Regions from separate parts of the Mus musculus genome. Here region 2 is linked to region 1. A link is a contact called in public ChIA-PET data. All regions are on one chromosome and are shown on one strand. Each heading gives the region's core, a stretch centred on a gene start, on an enhancer-like site or on the middle of the called end of the contact. The rest is flanking DNA. Distances are from core to core; before and after follow the strand shown.

Region 1 (4,222 bases), core at 526-3,025:
TGTTTGTTTATTTTGATGAAAGACTAGTTATCAGATGGGAGGCTTAGACTTTTCTAAACCTGCTTTATTTAGGGTTCTTGAGTGCTTCAACCTCTCTCCTATCCCACTGACTAGAGCTTGGAGAGAAAGAAGGTTAGTAGGAAAAGGAGATTGTGGACCTGTTTAGAAGTAGTTCTTTGGGGTGACTAGACTCTTGTTATCAGGATACCATCAATCCAGTCCAATAGGAAACACCAAACACCAATCAGTAACCATGGCTCTGTCCAGCAGAAACCACAAGGCCTTGCCAAATCATCGAGAGTCAGTGGAAGCAGCGGGAACACCATTCATTATAAGTTCTTTGGTGAGTTTCCCTCTACATAGTGAAGACCATTAAAGAAGCGAGACCAGCGAAGTGTTGCACAGCTAGTGAAGACCAGCAAAGCATCGCATAAAGTCGGAATGCAAGAGCGTCCTCTCACTGTCTGAGGGGTTCCATTTATACTCTCTCTGAATATCATGGACCCTCTAACGGCGTCTGCTCCAGCAAAACATCATCACATGCCCTCTCGAGTCTGCTTCAGCAAAACATCCTCCAAAGACAGCTTCCAGAAAAACATCATGGGACACAACCAAGTTTCCAAAAGAAACTGGAAATGGAAATTTCCACTTTATCAGACATTTTTTTAAAATTAGTTTTTAAAAGTCATATTAGAGAAGCAGAAATCCAATGAGTTGCCTCTGATTCAGTCTGTGCAGTTTGGTCTCAGTATATCTTAATTCTTCCCTGTGAGGACTACAAGAATAGTGTTTAAAATGATACAGCTTTAGACTTGGAGTGAGTCTAGAGTAGACTGTCTTCTCACTATAGGCTTATATAATTGAACATATACATTAGATACTGTGCCTGTTAAGACTGTAATCATTTGGATAAAATACTTTGTTATTGTATGTGTATGCAGTCAGTCTCTCTCTCTCTCCCCCCGTAGAGTATGGGTTAGGTATATATGGCTCTGAGATAGTTTACTAGAACAGAATTAAGTGTTCAAAGAGAATTTGCTTGTGTGAAATGTGATAGGTGACCAGAGAGGTATTTCAAATCAGTGGAGAAGGTTGCATTCATGAGAAAATTGAGACCTTTTTCTTTTTGGGGGGAAAAACTAGATATACCAAACACTTAAAAAGAAGAGTTCTAACTAAAACTATTAGAAAAGTTTAAGGTATGTTTTTATTAGACTCCTGTGAGAGCAAGCTGTTAGAAAATGACTTTCTGATTGATTTTGTGGTACTCATTTAGCATGTTTTGGTTTAACTGCCAGAAAATGAGACGGCAGAGTAAGTTATGTAAAACATTGTCAATGAAATTGTATTATGTGAAAATGGGTATTTTAAAATATTTTTTGAAACTATAATTAGATAATTTCCCCTTTCCCTTTCCTCCCTCCTAACCCTCCCATCTACCCCTCTTTCAAATTCATGGCCTTTTTTTTTCTTTAATTGTTGTGTGTGTATGCACCGAATATGTATTACCATTTCAAATCTGAGGAATTGGGCACAGTAAGGAAATACCAAATCAAAGCAGGACTGAAACCCAGTAGAGAGAACTCCAGATCCTCTGGCTCCATGTCTACTGTCAGAAGGCTAGCATGGCTGTGGCCTTCTGGCTTTGCTCATATGTTGTTTCTCTCTTGGGCTGGCTCTACTCCCCGTATGGAGCCCTCCATAATAGATATGCCATGGCTCTAGCACCTCAATATCTTGGGGCCTTCAGCACAACTCAAGTTTCACTTTTACAGTGCAGTGGCCTCTCTGGGCTTCTTTCAGTTTTTGTTAGGGCCTTGATGGAGGTGTCGCTCCACTACATACTGCCTGGACTCAGCAGCTCTCCTTAACCAAGGAAGATTCTACGATTCTACAACTTTCTTTACTCGTGTGTGTGTGTGTGTGTGTGTGTGTGTGTGTGTGTTAAAAATACAACCTGTTTATCACTCTGTATAATGCTACTTGTATGTATGGTTTTAGGACTGACGATTTTTATTGAGTGGTATACACTTGTCTGAACAGACTATTTCTCTTGTTCTCAGCATTCTTTATTTGCCTGTAGGTCTTTATCTAGGGTTGAGGCCTTGTGAGATTTTTGTCTTCCATGTCAGCATGTCTAATGTTTTCTTTGCTCAGTTCATGTTTAGGTAGCCATGTTTGTGCTATTTCATGGATATAGCTTCTGACATTTCTAGGAGATACAGTCTCACAGCAAACTCCCTGATTTTCTGCCTCTATAGTAATCTTTCCAGCCCTTCTGCAGTGTTGCCGGAGGTGAGGGAGCTGTGTTGAAGATATATCAATTTGGACTGAGCTCTATAGTTTTGCATTTTGATCAGTTACATTTTTCTGTAATGATCTGTTGCCTGGTGGAAAATGAAGGTTGTATGTATGTATGTATGTATGTATGTAATGTATGTATGTATTTTGGGGCAGATGAAAGCCATACTTCTGGTGAGACCCTGGAGAATGACCAAAATGGATGTTTTAAGGCTAGTTTGAATTACTCTATAGTGTTAGAAAAACACTTTGTTGTTTCCTTCATTCTTGTCCCTGTACTTTGAAGTGTGCTAAGACAACAAAAAAAGATGACTCATTTAAAATGAATATTTTACTTTATTAAGCTGATTTCTTAGGTTTATCCTGAAATTTTTTTAAAATAAAAGTGTTCTCAGCTGTATCAGTCAATTTATGAAAAATATTAACAGAAGAAAAACAAGCTTATGTATAAGCTATCATATCAGATCAAATTTAACACAGAAAGTTAATCTCGAATAAATTTAAGTTTTGGATTTTGGGAAGTTTCAAGTTTTAAGAAATTTTATGGTGATATCTCAGCAGCAGTAGAATCTATTGAGAGGTTTTTTAATGAACGGACTTATTTTCTTAGGTCTTTGGTAAATTTTAAAGACACGCTTTCTAAATATTTTTATTTTATTTTGACTGTCAAAGATGAAGACTTAGGCAAGTAAGAATTATACAATGAAAAGTCTTGTTAAAAACAAAGGTGGTGTAATTGTAAGCACTGCTGATTTATCATAATTAATACACCTCAAATTAGTACAAAAAGCATTTTGGAAAGTCATGCTTTTTGACAGCTGTGGGTCTTTGATGTAAGACAGGCAGAGAGGAGGGTGGGCTACGGCACAGTGATTTGATGGGTTCAAGTCATGCTTGTGCTGCATGTTTGTTCCCTGAGACGGTTTTGATCATAGAGATTGCTGTTGATCTCTAACTTGGGTAGTCTCAGCTGTTGTTTTTATTTGAAATTTGGAGTTTACAACTGTAAATCTGACAATTAGGCAAATAAAAATAATGGAATGCAGGGTAGTTAGAGGATTGTCTTTTTGTTGATGGTGGCTTTTTGAGACAGATCTTGCCTTATAGTTCAGCATAGCCTTGGACTTACTATGTAGCTCAGGCTAGCCTTGAACTTGGAATTCTCTTGCCTTGATCTCTGGAATTCTAGAATTCCTGTCAGGTACTATTAATTGTAGGCTATTCCTTAAGAGTGTTAATGTCTTTAGTATGCTCTATAATTTTTTACAAAGTATAATCACTATGTAATAATGGGTAGTGGTGGTATCACTTTTTCTTAGAGAGGTTCACCCCTGTAATTGAGCATGGAACACTTGAGGGTTAAATGAGAACTTAGATCAGATTGAAATCTTTGAAACATGCTCTCAGATGATAGCATAACCATGTACTTTAAATATGCACTTTAAATATGTTTAAAAAGATCAAAGGAAGAATAATAATATTGAAACTTCAATTCCACAAATAGTGTTATATCTTTCCAAAATTTATGACATTCTTTTTGTATTATAGTGACAGAGCTGAGTAGTTGTGACAGAGACCATACAGTATATTTTTCATCACTTTATAGTGCTCTTAGCTTGTAACATTTAGTGATACAGTTATAATGTGACTGTATGCTGAGTGTCATGGCTCTTGTTGGTCTTTGTTACTTGTTTTCTTTATTACTAGTTCATGTCCATCAAAACAAGAGAAAATGGACTTTGAGTGATGTGTGTGCACATACAAATCCCTGTGTGCATATATGTGCTGGAGCTAAAACCCAAGTATTGTACATGCCAAGTATATACTCTATGATGGAGCTACACCCTTGGCCCTTGAATGGAATTTGGATTACTTTGTTGAATTAAATAACAAACAAACAAAAAAGATTGCTTTTATTATT
Region 2 (4,634 bases), core at 425-2,924, 260 kb before region 1:
TAGGCGTTATTAATCACTTCTGAGATAGTTCCAGCTGGTGCCCTGCAAGCATGAGGACCGGAATTTAGATCCCCAATACTCATGGTTTTCCTAGAGTTGTGGAGGTGGAGACAGGCAAATTCATAGCACTTGCTGACCAGGCTGTCTACAGGTATTCTAGCTTCCCAGTCCAGTGAAAGGAGAACCTATCTCAACAAGGTGATTTGCTCCGGAGGAACAACACCACTGAAGCTTGGCACACAGAAAAATGCCCATAATTCTTACAGATGCAAAGTGAAAGATAAAGAGCGGCAATTCCATAATCCCTTAATCCAGGTGACGGGCATGGAAGCATCAATTCACTGTGTCGTTCTCTTCAGTCTGACCTTGAATGGATGGAGGCTGGCTGTTAAATACTATTTATCTACAAATACTATACTTTTGTTTGAACATTTTTTTTCTCTTGGGAAAAAAAAAAAAGTACTTCTAAAACAAAATGCCTGTCTCCTAAGCAGCATCTAATTATTTCACAACCCATTTTCTGGACTCTGATCTTTAAATGGGTATAAAACAGCAAACTGTGCTGAGAAACGTATTATTTTGCCTGTGCTATAATTTTGTGTGAAATAAAAGTATTTACAAAGATGAAGTCCGAAACTTTAGACTTAACGAGTTTTTAAGATCACATGCATTTTCCACCTAGTTTTATTATGGACTCATTTTTTTTTTTTTTTTCATCTTCCAATTTCACTAAGTACTAAAGAAGCCACGTGGTTCTATAAAAACTAGGGTCAGGTGGATTATAGCAAAAAAAAAAAAAAATCATCACCAAGAATTTACCTGCTGACACAGCACCGGTAATTGTCAAAATATATTCTTCCTCTCTCATAGGCTATAGGTGACTTGGAATGAGTTGTCCAAACATTCTTAAATTTAGTACTCTCCTGAAAGACACAAAGAATTTCAGTTTAGGAAAGAACTCAGTCCCCTGCTATGGAACCATTTTCGGTGGGTAGTTGAAATCTACAGTTTTAAAGTACATTGTTTCTCCTTTTTTTTTTTTTTTTTTCTCCCTCTGCCCATAGATGTCGGTTTAGTTGGATGCCCAAGTTTTGAATCGATTGTTTGCAGGAAGGCAAAAGAAGCTTTTTAAAAACTACGCCAGGCGGCGGACCTGAGTACCTATTTTCTAATACCCTAATTGCGGGACACGGATGCCCCTCCCCACGTAAGACCCTCAAAGGGGTATCAGAGCGCGTAAAAAACTGCAGCCCGGCAGGAGGTTGGACCCCGGGCACCCCGACTTCGGCGGGCGTCACCTGGCACACCAGCGCCCGCAGGATGCCCAGGTTCGTCCTCTGCACCACGCCTGCGTCGCGTGCATAGAAGCCCAGAGCCCGGCGACTCAGCCTGCGGCACACATTGGCCTTCCGGGTCCGGCCCATGGAGACTAGGGGTCCGCAGGGCCCAGGAGGGGCGCGCCCCTCACTTCCGCGAGGGGTGGCAGCCGCCACCTGCGAACCTCAAAGGAAGGCTGACGCGGGACCCCGCGCTGGGGACTCGGGGCAGAGATCAAGAGGTAGCGACACACGGATTTGACGCAAAGGAACAGAATCAACGGCGCCTTCCTGGCCCTTCTTTCTGCTCTCGGGATTAACGCTGCACCTCGCGGCCCTCCGTATCCACTCCCTCTCCCGGAAATGTAGTCCCCTTGGCCTTTTCCGCCCCTATGGCTTCTTTTTCAGAACTACAATTCCCGTCAGGCAGAGCGAGGGCTGGCCTGGCCCCGCCCCACCCCTCCCTGCCCCTAGCCCGCCTCTCCTGGCCCTAATAGGCTGCGCCGTAGGGCTGCGCAGTGGGTCGGGTAGCCTTCCGGGCTGCACGCGGTAAACCTGGATAGCTTTGGTGGGTGCTGTGCAGCCACCTGGTGGTGTCGCTTCACCTGTGTGTCCCAGGAAGCAGTCCCTTTCTGCCCTGGTCGTGGGACGACTGCCAACCCCTCCTTTGGCCCTGCAAGGCTCTGGCCACGCGTCCAGAGGGGCGTTGTGGCCAGTGGGACCCTCCAAAGGTACGCCCCGTGGCTTTCCCTCAGCCGCACTTGGGACGTTGTGGATGAGGTTGACTTCAACATTTAGTTGTGTAACCACTATGCTTTTGTATGGTAATTAGTGGTGAAAGTTGCTGTTTTTCCCATCAAAGTAGGATTGAATTTCTCCTTCCCAAAGGCTCGTCCTTGTGTGGCCAGCGGGGACCCTGACTGGTTTTGTGGTAATTGCTGTGTTTTCTTCCTCCTTCCATTTTTCCCCCTTATAGGGAATAAAATATGAAATGTTTGCATTCTTATTGAACTGCCTAAGATAATCCAGGTTGACTTCTCTAAGTAAAAAATAACATTCTCTGTGAACTAGCTCAGCCTGCGTGTTCAAAATTACTAACATACTAAAAATTTCCGTAACTGTATACCAAATGCGACCCGTAACCTCATTGTAAACCCCTTTAGTGTGGTGTCTGCATCTCCCACATAGACTTAATAGACTTGGCATGCCACTCCGTGATCTTAAGTGCTTAAAGAAAAAGTCAGTAAGCACACCAGCTTTCTGATCGACAGAAGTACAGTACAGGATGGATGTGCTGGATCAAACGTTAGCCGTTTCATTTTGTTGTTTTAAATGGAAAACTCTTATACCCTTGATGCATTTCCTTCGGGGTCTGGCTTTTTTGTTTGTTTGTTTGGTTGTTTTGTTGGAGGTTTTTTTTTTCCCCCCCTGATATTTCATGACCTGCTTATAGCATACGGTGGAGTGAGTGCTTTGTATATTTTTAGAAAGCTCCACAATAGTTAATTTGGTCATTCATGAATGCAGCTGTCACTGAAATGCTGGAACCCAGAAAAATATAGCTGGATTTTCTTTGGCTGAAGCGAAATGCAAATCATTGCTGAATTGCACTCATCATTTCCTTTTTGTCTTTCTTGTCGCAGCTCTTGTCTTTCTGTGCTCTCCCACCATGGCTGAGCTTTGGTTTCTGTGCTTGTTTTTCACATGACTTCTAAGATGCCACTATGCTCCACTATTACCACAAAAACAGTAGCAAGTAGTGGGCATATTGTGATCATACCTTCCGCGCATTCACTTTAACATATTAAGTCCCAACAACTGGATGCAGACCACCCATTCAGACATGAGGGCCATGCCCCTCACTTGCTGCTCTACTGTAATGGCGCTGTCTTTCTTGGTTTGGACCAAAGTCCCCCCAGTTTCTCCCAGGTCTGAATGCTTAACCTCTGGAAACTCTGTGCGCTTGAGAAGACTGTTTACTTGCTTCTCCTTCACGTCCACTCTTACCAGGGTGGTACTTCAAGGCCAGTTGCCTCTCAGTGTTTTTCAGGTTTTTCCACGAGGCATCAAGCTTGGCCCCTAAATCATCATAGTAAGTGGTTTCTTTCCTCACAGTCGACAGCCAGTGAGCTGGCTGAGGGACTGCACAATATTCACGGCTTGGGCAGTCCCCATTCTTACCCGGCCTTCTGAATGCTCCCTTCCTGTGCTATTGATCTTACCACTGGGATCCCTAAGGAGAGTCATTAGACCATCTCTGCCTCTCCCACAACCAAGTACTTTTGATTCTATTTCTGTCCAGTCTTTTCATCCCAGTAGTTTTATGCCTTCCTGTTTTCTATCCCATTATTAATTAGCCTTCTGATTGTTCTTCCTGCCTACACTTGGAGACTCTCGATTCCCAACCTGCCGCAGCCTTTTAGAGAGTGATTTCACTAATGCACAAAGCTGTCACATCATTCTTAGTGGCTCCTAGTTACCCACCACAGAATGTCTCAAACCAGAATCCAACCTAGAGTCTTTCATTGTTAAAGTATTTTTGGTATGTTAAATGTATGCAAATATAAAACCATATATAAAACCCTATGTAGCTTTTGTGCAACTATAATAACCAGGCTTTTTGTGAACTAAGTGAAGCAGAGCTATGTAACCAGTAAATTCAAGTGCACACTTATTCTTTTTGTTTGTTTGTTTGTTTTTGCTTTTGTTTTTGTTTTTGTTTTTCCGAGACAGGGTTTCTCTGTATAGCCCTGGCTGTCCTGGAACTCACTCTGTAGACCCAGGCTGGCCTTGAACTCAGAAATCCGCCTACCTCTGCCTCCCAAGTGCTGGGATTAAAGGCGTGCGCCACCACTGCCTGGCTAAGTGACCACTTACTCGTTGTGATCATTTGTACTGTTTTACTGGACCTTAAAAATCCAGAAAGCAAATCCATCTGTCCTGGCCTTCTTGGTACACTTCTCTTGCATTGAGACCTATATATATTTTTCTAATGTTACAGATTAATCAGTGCTCCTAGTATTTATTTAACTCACGATGAGACTTTCCCTTGCTCAATGTGCCTTGACTTTCTTTGACCTTCCCTGGACAACATCATTTACATACAGTAAGTGTCCTAGTTACTTTTTTTCTATTGCTGTAATGAAACACTAAGACCCAAACCCAGGTCCACCAGCACAGGGATGGCAACACCCACCACAGTGGGCTGGGACCTCCCCCATCAATCAGTAGTTAAGAAAAAGACCTACAAGCCTGCCTGCCTGCCTGCCTACAGCCTAAGGCTGTGACCCCAACTATAAAATTATTCTCATTGCTACT

Evidence for each region. ChIA-PET counts read pairs in DNA pulled down with a chosen protein or histone mark.
Region 2: a contact with region 1 is called in an RNA polymerase II ChIA-PET map of memory CD8 T cells, with 114 read pairs. The contact joins the promoter of Dcaf17 here to the enhancer-like site in region 1. A contact is called at or near these places in 16 of 39 promoter capture datasets (the 3T3-L1 cell line, the HPC-7 cell line, HPC-7-derived erythroid cells and 11 more), 2 of 15 datasets of contacts at CTCF or cohesin (the NIH/3T3 cell line and large pre-B cells), 48 of 484 Hi-C or Micro-C datasets (the AML12 cell line, B cells, the C2C12 cell line and 34 more), 32 of 115 datasets of contacts at active chromatin or transcription factors (the 230-238 cell line, CD8 T cells, DN3 thymocytes and 22 more) and 4 of 9 other capture datasets (adipose tissue, embryonic stem cells, liver and 1 more).

The regions. Positions count from the first base shown.
Region 1 is chr2:70,791,059-70,795,280 of GRCm38.p6, reverse strand. All of the region lies in intron 1 of Tlk1 (tousled-like kinase 1), which reads left to right. Among named protein-coding and RNA genes, the nearest start is that of Tlk1, 32 kb to the left of the region's middle. Within about 2 kb of position 1,775, at least 15 of the 459 cell types and tissues checked have an H3K27ac peak or open chromatin away from gene starts, as enhancers often do. A contact at or near this core is called in B cells, CD8 T cells, Th1 cells and 3 more, where this site is marked.
Region 2 is chr2:71,052,784-71,057,417 of GRCm38.p6, reverse strand. Dcaf17 (DDB1 and CUL4 associated factor 17) reads right to left here and starts at 1,674. Exons shown (of 14, transcript NM_001165980.1): 1 at 1,299-1,674; 2 at 820-923. The coding sequence starts at 1,424. Mettl8 (methyltransferase like 8) reads left to right here and starts at 1,812. Exons shown (of 10, transcript NM_145524.3): 1 at 1,812-2,047.